Regions from separate parts of the Mus musculus genome. Here all the other regions are linked to region 1. The links are chromatin contacts, called in public Hi-C and HiChIP or PLAC-seq maps. All regions are on one chromosome and are shown on one strand. The core of a region is the stretch at or near the end of the contact, and the rest is flanking DNA. Distances in the headings are between cores, read along the strand shown. Region 1 has its middle 31 kb from the start of Gm22521. Region 2 has its middle 180 kb from the start of Gm24696. Region 3 has its middle 38 kb from the start of Gm24696.

Region 1 (2,700 bases), core at 134-2,633:
AGGTCTTCTAGCGCTGGAGAAATCTCAAGAAAGGAAGTCTCTGTAGTCATTTGTTGTTCAGCTCTGAATTATCCAAAGCACTTGAATGTGGTACTTTGCCGAACTCTAGTGAGACTACGTGCAAATGAGGTTTCAAACGTTTCCAAAAAAATAAAATTAGATCACAATTGGTAACAATTTCCATCACCTAGAGAGCTAGGCAGTGGAAGAATAGGCCATCGTTTTGTACATGCGCATGTGGTAGCTTTCTGGGAAGAACATAAGAATCATCCTTTATAACCCACATAAAACACTTGTCTCCGTTTCTGTTCTTTCATTCTGCCCTGTTTCCTACCTTCATGACTCAGACCTTTTCCTGCTCCAAATGTATTGTACAGAGATGAACTTGACTAATAAACAACACATATTACAGGACAGTGCATGAAAAGAGATTGAGACAACATGTTATGGAAATTATTATCCTGAGAAGCCATAAAAATCCACACGCATCCATCCTGTGATAACTATGTGCTAAGTCACTGGGGAAGTATACTGTGTTTTCTTTATGAAACTGAACCGCTTTGAAGCCAAGGAAATAACTTCACCACATCTAACTCATAAGCAATTCTTTTGCCATACAATACATTTGGCCTGAATTAGCCTCCTAGGGCTGCTAGTCAACAAATGGTTTAAAAATAGACAGGCTTTGTCTCACAGTTAGATGTGTTCAGTGTCTAAGGTGTAGGTGTCAGCAATGTTAGATGTTCTGAGGACTGTGCAGCAACTTTGGCTCCACTTTTCTCCCTGAAATTCCTCTGGTTTTACTGATTATATATATGTATGTGTATATGTACATATACATATATACACATGCATTCATATACATATACATGTATATATTTAAAATTCCTTTGCCTGTGGATGCCACCTTCTTACAGGTTGAAAGTATTTAGAAGTTAGGAGAGAATAGAAAAACTCATCTTATTCAAAAACATTGTGTGGTGATCATATCCTCTTTTGACTCTATTTTTTTTTTCATGAAACTAAAATACAGCCTCACTGGCTCAGAGTGAAAGTGGAGTGTGGTAAGGATGTTTCTGTAAGCAGCCATGTATAAAGACAGAGAATTTTAAAGAGAGAAGGAAATAAGGAGGAAGTGTAAGAGATAATTGATTCAAAGAAAGGAAAATACTTAGCACTGGTGAGAAGGTAGTAGGAAGGTGGGTAGTTGTTTACCACATGCTTCTTTGAGTTACATGTGGCTGTAATACATGACAGAAATACAATTCAGAAAATGCTATTTCCTAGAAATGCACTTGGCCTTTCCTCTGCAGGGGTGTGAGAGAGAGCACCAGATGTTAGGGTTTGTCTACCCTAGTGTTCATGCATTGGTCTTCACCACTGTCCCTGGAAAGGAAATTATGGTAGATGAGGTAATCAAAGAGGAAGTGGAGTTGTATTTGGTCTGTGACACTCTCGAATGCCCATTGTTATTCTGTGACCTGATCTCAGAAACCTATCTGTGAACCTGTTGACCAAAGCAAGAGGGCTTAAGATGTCCACTATGCCCCATTTAGAGGCACATTACCAGCCAATATGCCCTCTTCAAGTAGGGACACATTGACATTAACTTTTAAAATGTATCTCCTCTGTTATTCTAGTCTTGATGCTAAAGATGTCCACTTTTTATTTTTTAACGACAGTTCCATGGTGGAGGATTCCAGAGTGTCATGATTTTGTTTCTCTATAACCGTCTTCATCTATGCATTCATTTGTCTGACATTCTCTGAATATGTGTGTGATAATTTTAATTACTACTGATAAAGCTATTTGATATGAATTATCTTGCAATCAGACATATAGAGTTGTAAATTATCTAGGGAAAATGTTTTTTACTATTATAAATTTAAAGAATTTAGACAGCAGTTTGTGTAGAAATTATTTATTCAATAAAAATCTTTATATTGTGTTAATGGGACTAGAAAATAACAATAAGATATTACACATGTGCTAGATGCTTATAATACTCTCAACATACATTGAAGAGTGTACAAGTGAAATATCCCATTTGGCTTGTTAGAAGTCCTACTGAAGAGACATAAATTAGGACAAGATGTGATGGATAAGCAAGCAAGAGGTAGTGTGAAGGGGAGATGCTGATAAAACTCATTACCCAGCAGTATAAAGGAGAAAAAAGACTCAGATTAATGAGAGGACACAGGAAGAAGAAAAGGGCATGAGACACAGCTGGCATATTAGAAAGAAATAGAATTATAAAACTAACCCAAATCCATAGCATAGCTGGTTTATATTCTGAAAATAAAAGGACACAGTGTATAAGAGAGTCACAGTCAGAAATGTAGCTAAAAGATCAGATTCGCTAAGAGAACAGGAGGGAGGAGAAGGAGAGCAGATGGGTGAAAACTAGTTAGAATACTTTGGAGATTCCATGGTATTTTGAAACAAAATTATGACCACAAAGTTCTAACTATGTAACCAGATTTAGAGGGAATGTTATGCTGATATTTTACTAATAATTGGATATACCCTTGAGGATGAAGGAGATGCCCAATATGATTGATGGATAGTTGGAAATGCTATCTAGTGAGATAATGACCAGAGAAATATATAGCTGATAACTGGGAGGGGTGTTTGGGTACATTGGCTTGGAGTTATCTATGAAACACTCAGACATCTATGCTATACCAGTGATTGGATATC
Region 2 (2,835 bases), core at 152-2,651, 1.3 Mb after region 1:
AACAGTTGCAGTTGCTGGGAGAAAGATTTTGTATGAGTGTGAGTGAGTGTGTGTGTGTGTGTGTGTGTGTGTGTGTGTGTGTGTGTGTAACTGAGACTTGTTTGCCTAATACAGAGAAAGTCATTTGGCCCCACTTGCCTGAAACAGCAAAAGGAGGCCATGATATTTGCTGAGAAGCCACACATTCCCAACCCTATTTCGATCCAGAAACTTGCCTTTTTCCAACTGACAACATGAAGTTTTAAGACTGGTGTCGGTCGTGTGACTTCAGATAATGGCTCTATATTTAGGAGTTTTGTTCCAAATATAATCGTATTCCGATGGCCAGTGAGAGTTTATTTATTTATGAAAATGAGGACCCAGCACCTTTTGAAATCAATCCCTTTATGCAGTAGCCTGTATGTGCCCATACACATCACCCTGAAAAATAACCCCAGAGAGGCTGTTTCACCAGGAAAAGTCATAGGCTGAGATGGTTAATTTCAAAGCAGCATTTATTTTCTGCTAGTTTAGAACATGTGTCCCTCAGGAGTAGCTTTCTGCCTGCAGCAGAAATGCTGATGTGCGGATTGTGTAATGTCAGCCCTCCTGTGTACCCCACTCTGTGTGTCATTCCTCACAGCAGGAGGCAACCAGCCCTCCCCTCACCATTCGCTGCCTTGCTCGATTCTGAGAACCGAAAATTATTTCTGCCAAGAGTGGAATGAAATATACATAGGACATATTCCCAAGTAGATAAGTTTATTTCTGAGGTACAGCATGGGAGAAAAACAGTGATGAGATTTTCTTCCTTCCTTCCTTCCTCCCTTCCTTCCTCCCTTCCTCCCTTTCTTTCTTTCTTTCTTTCTTTCTTTCTTTCTTTCTTTCTTTCTTTCTTTCTTTCTTTCTTTCTTTCTTCCTTCCTTCCTTCCTTCCTTCCTTCCTTTCTTTCTTTCTTTCTCTCTCTCTCTCTCTCTCTCTCTTTCTCTCTCTCTCTTTCTTTCTTTCTTTCTTTCTTTCTTTCAAGAAAGGAAGAAAGGCCTTTTTCCCCATCCCCCACTCTGAACGCCTTCCTGTCTATGTTTATGTTTGCTGGAGGCCTCTTTTAGCCAACCTTACTTCCTGGGCTGCTTTGAGAGACAGGAGAGAAGGGAGCTTAGCAAATGTTTCCGTGTTTGCTTTTTAAGCAAACTCAGGTAAAAGGGGGGCCCCATTCACACCAGTCCAACACAGCTTGTGGTGGCTGCATGGAGAAGAAATGAAACCCCAGAATGTCGCAGTCCTCACGACCTGCTATCTGCCCTTCTGATCAGAATGTGACTCCTGATTGATTTTGAGGAAAATTCTTAAAGGCTTGAGCTATTTGCAGCCTTCCTTTTCTCACAGAGTTTGCTCAAGGGTATCTGGTCACATGACTTCTGATTCACGCTCTGCTCCTACTTCCTCTTTCTCAGGTGCCGAACCTCAGAGGGCTCATGACTGTCATATCCCTAAACAGGGATATTCCAACAGGCCAACACCTGTTAGTGAAGTCCTTCCCACCCGTTAGGCCAGAGAGGAGCAGAAAGCACAGAGCAAAGCTTGTCCTTGCCTTTCATCCTGCTCCAGATACGTGCATGCCCACTCCAACCAACATAGGGCAAGTCACAAGACACGTGGCCAAGAGCTTTCAGTATGGGCTTGCGACTTTACCTCCCTAGGGTTCAGGTTTTGTCTACTTATTAAATGGACTAAATACCTCGCTCTTGTTATTTTCTATTTTACAGGGCTGACACGTGAACTAAGTTACATAATGGTTGTGGATGGAGAATGCCTTGTATAAAACGTGCCCCACCCCTGCTAGAATCAGGTCTGAGAACAGTAGAATGGCAGGTTTTCACCCTAACACTTGCTTTGTATTAGGATCGCATAAAGCAGAGTGGAAACACACACACACACACACACACACACACACACACACACACACACACACACACAATATCCTGGTCTCATCTGCAGAGCTGTTTGGTTAGGTTTTAATATTTCTTAGTTGATTATTATAATTTTTGTATAGTCAAGTTTAGAAATTGGTGGTGAATAGGTTAGGAAGCCAGAGGACCAGGGGTCTCTTCTGGTGATCATCTGCTCTCTTCCTGCCTCCTGTATCTACTCAGTCTTGGTGTTGTGTAATTGTCTGCCTTCCCTGAAGGATCAGGAGTCTGAAAGTAGTGCTTGTTTTTCGTTTTGTTTTGTTTTGTTTTTTTGTTTTTTTGTTTTTTTTGAGACAGGGTTTCTCTGTATAGCCCTGGCTGTCCTGGAACTCACTTTGTAGCCCAGGCTGGCCTTGAACTCAGAAATCTGCCTGCCTCTGCCTCCCGAGTGCTGGGATTAAAGGCGTGGGCCACCACCATCCAGCCAGTGCTTGTTCTTTTACCATAGAATACTCCACAGCACCTAACAGCTCTGGTATCTTGGGACAGTAGAGTTTATCTCAGGATGTTGTCCAAATGGACGGTGTTGGGTCTTTGACAAGGACTTATTTTGAGTCTACTACTAATTTATTGGCATGTCTAAGACCCTAATTTTGTCTTACTCATTCCAAAGATCTTTTGTTGAGAGATTTGAAAGCTTTAGGGATTCAAGTATTTGCATAGCATTGTGCTTAGATTCTGGATCCAGTTCAGTGGGGGACCAGATTTGTATAACCAGAACACACTAGTTTAGTTAATGCTTCTTACATTTTAACAAACTCACCGAGTTACCTAAGGATCTTCTTAAAGGGTACATGCCATTTCTGTAGCCTGAGATGAGGAATTTTTAATAAGACCCTTTGTCACATCAATTTGGCCAGTTAGCGGCTATCACTTGTGGTGTGTC
Region 3 (2,700 bases), core at 82-2,581, 1.4 Mb after region 1:
TACCTGCTCAGCCAACTTCACTACATTGCTATGAAACTACTGAGAAATCAGAGACAGCACAATGTCACTAAGTTACTGTTAGGGTATGGATATCTTAGCCTCTTAATAAAACACTAAACCTCTTTCCTTTTTAAATAAAACGTTCTCATGTATTTCAGACTGGCCTCTACTTCTAATCTATCTCCACTTCCTGAGTGCTGAGATTATTGGTGCATGCCAGAATGTCTGTTTTTATGTGGTGTTAGGTATGGAACGCAGGGCATCATACATGTTATGCAAACACTCTACAGACCACATTACATATCTAGCAAGATTAAGTTTTCTAAGGATGTCGTGGGACATTTTTCTTTATTCATGCAGAGGTATATGAACTATCTTTACAGTAACATATTGGTCATCAGGAAGTTTCCGATAGGGTGGCAGAAAAAGGAAATTGGTGGGTTAAAGAATAAACCACCAACAAAAGAGTACACATGGGGGAACTCATGGCTCCAGATGCATATGTAGCAGAGGATGGCCTAGTCGGTTATCAATAGGAGGAGAAGCCCTTGGTCCCATGAAGGCTCTATGCCCCAGTGTAGGGAAATGCCAGGGCCAGGAAGCAGGAGTGGGTGGGTTGGTGAACAGGGGGAGGGGATAGGGTTTTTTTTGGAGGGGAAACTAGGGAAGGGAATAACATTTGAAATGTAAATAAAGAAAATACCTAATTAAAAAACAGCAAAAAAAAAAAAGAATTGTTAAGAAAAACAAATAAGAATGTTGTTAAAATTGAATATTCTTTTTCTTTTATGTGTGGGTACCCATACATGAGACTTTACAGGGTGCACATCCATGACAGATCCCAAGTCCAGACTGTCATGGCAAAAAGTTAATGATGAACTGAAGGAAAACTCTGGGATTAGAGGAAGAAGATGTGGCCCTAAATTTTGCACAGATCTTTAGAAACTGTATCCAAATTGAGTGACTTTATTTTCTGGCCTTCATTAGATTGTCATGATGAAAACAGGTTTTGGAAGTAATGTCTCTAGTAGAGGCTGTCCCTCTCATGACCTTTCTTACACAAAAGTTTTCACGATAGCTTTTAACCAGTGTTGCCTTTCCCCTCCTTCTCTGTCTATTCTTCTGTTGCTTTAGTGATTCTAGTAAGCTGAGTTTTCTTCCCCTCACCCCAAATCATCCTGACTACTTGAGGACATTTCTTCTCCTTATGCTGAAAATCCCCAAGAAGTAAATGGAGGGTCTTACCAGCAAGATTTACATAGTGTTACTTGGTTTCTGCCTTGGGAGCTAATGTGACAGGAAGTGTTTGAATGAGCTGTGCTGTCCTTACAGAGGCTCAGACTGGATCCAAGAAGAAAAAAAAAATGTGGTCAAACTAAACAAACAAACGGCTCACTGGAGAATGGGAAAGAAAAAAAAAAAGAAAGAACTGGCCGCTTGTTCTTTTTCTAGCTAATGAATTGAATTGATGCAGGAACTTCATCGTGTTCTCAGGGAAATCCTGTTGGCTGGGTCTCACTCCTCAGAACTACTAAATTTAGGTCACAGCTCAGTGGAGAACAATTACAGATCCTTAATAAAAGATAATTTACCCAGTGACAGCCAGCAAGACAGCTGGGCAGGCGTTCTTATTTTCTTGCTAATGTTGTGGGGGCTGGGGACCCTGTGTCGGGCTACGTGTTGACAGAAGGTTATGTTCTGACCTTGCACATCCGTTGGCTCATCTGCAGTGTGGTGTATGCCACCCCAAGTGATCCGAATGACTGAAAGCTACCCTGTATGGTTTTCTCTTCTCTTAGCCCCCTCCCCCCTTTAGTTTTTAATTTAGTTTTATAGTTTATAATCAGAGTCTCATGTAGACCAGGTTGGCCTTAAATCTTCTCTGTATCCCTGAAAATCTGATCTTGCCTTTACTCCCCAAGTTCTGAGATTTTAGGTGGGTACCTCCACGGCCAGTGTATGCACTGCTAGAAATCAAGCCAGAGAGCTTCGTGCAACATTGAGTTTTCTGCATCATGCTACAGTGAAAAGAAGCTGAGAAAGGACAGTTATATAGTGCAGGAAGAAGGAAGTAAGAAGGCATATTGTGCCTGCTTTTGAGTTCCTGGCACTTACCCGCCTAGCTTTCCTTCCATGTACTGCCTCTGCTCTTAAACCATGCTGGGTCTCCCGAAGGCGTTCACATCCTTCACTGTCTATGTCCTTGTTAACTCTTCTCCCTAATCTCTCCCCCCTTTGAATAGTCCATTGCTGATTTAAAACTTAGGCTATTTGTAATCTTTTTTTTTTTTTTTTTGAAACTTTCCTGTCACTCTTCAAGACATGATGTGACATCTTCATGTGCCTTGCCTTGATGTTCTTCATTAGAATGCTACCGGTCAAGTACAGACTATGCCATCATATTTTTGGTGTCTAGGATCATAAAACATCATGTTCTTGGTGTCTCGGTATAACACACTGCATTGAAGTCTCAGTCCTAATGACGTCTTGTTCCTGAACACAATAGGCATTCCCACGTGATACTCTCCCAATGTTAGCTGAATGCTTCTCTTTTCTGAGAGTTCTCTAGGAATTGTGTGCAATGGATTTTGACCATTATCATGTTCATACTGTGATCTCATTCCAGATGTATTCCCCAGTCCCTACCCACCCAACACTGTATTTGTCTTTTGAAAAACTGAAGTCTGTATATTGTGCTGC

The links. Hi-C and Micro-C count contacts between places; a contact is called where the count stands out from the background. HiChIP or PLAC-seq counts read pairs in DNA pulled down with a chosen protein or histone mark.
Region 2: a Hi-C map of B cells shows a contact between it and region 1, with 4 times the contacts expected there. The contact joins two enhancer-like sites. A contact is called at or near these places in 1 of 484 Hi-C or Micro-C datasets (B cells), 2 of 115 datasets of contacts at active chromatin or transcription factors (CD8 T cells and large pre-B cells) and 1 of 9 other capture datasets (embryonic stem cells).
Region 3: a BATF HiChIP or PLAC-seq map of CD8 T cells shows a contact between it and region 1, with 15 read pairs. The contact joins two enhancer-like sites. A contact is called at or near these places in 3 of 484 Hi-C or Micro-C datasets (B cells, the G1E-ER4 cell line and Th1 cells) and 2 of 115 datasets of contacts at active chromatin or transcription factors (CD8 T cells and large pre-B cells).

Annotation. Positions count from the first base shown.
Region 1 is chr15:62,822,729-62,825,428 of GRCm38.p6, reverse strand. No RefSeq gene overlaps it. Among named protein-coding and RNA genes, the nearest start is that of Gm22521, 31 kb to the right of the region's middle. Within about 2 kb of position 1,383, at least 41 of the 459 cell types and tissues checked have an H3K27ac peak or open chromatin away from gene starts, as enhancers often do. A contact at or near this core is called in B cells and CD8 T cells, where this site is marked.
Region 2 is chr15:61,539,602-61,542,436 of GRCm38.p6, reverse strand. No RefSeq gene overlaps it. Among named protein-coding and RNA genes, the nearest start is that of Gm24696, 180 kb to the right of the region's middle. Within about 2 kb of position 1,401, at least 70 of the 459 cell types and tissues checked have an H3K27ac peak or open chromatin away from gene starts, as enhancers often do. A contact at or near this core is called in B cells and CD8 T cells, where this site is marked.
Region 3 is chr15:61,394,367-61,397,066 of GRCm38.p6, reverse strand. No RefSeq gene overlaps it. Among named protein-coding and RNA genes, the nearest start is that of Gm24696, 38 kb to the right of the region's middle. Within about 2 kb of position 1,331, at least 51 of the 459 cell types and tissues checked have an H3K27ac peak or open chromatin away from gene starts, as enhancers often do. A contact at or near this core is called in CD8 T cells, where this site is marked.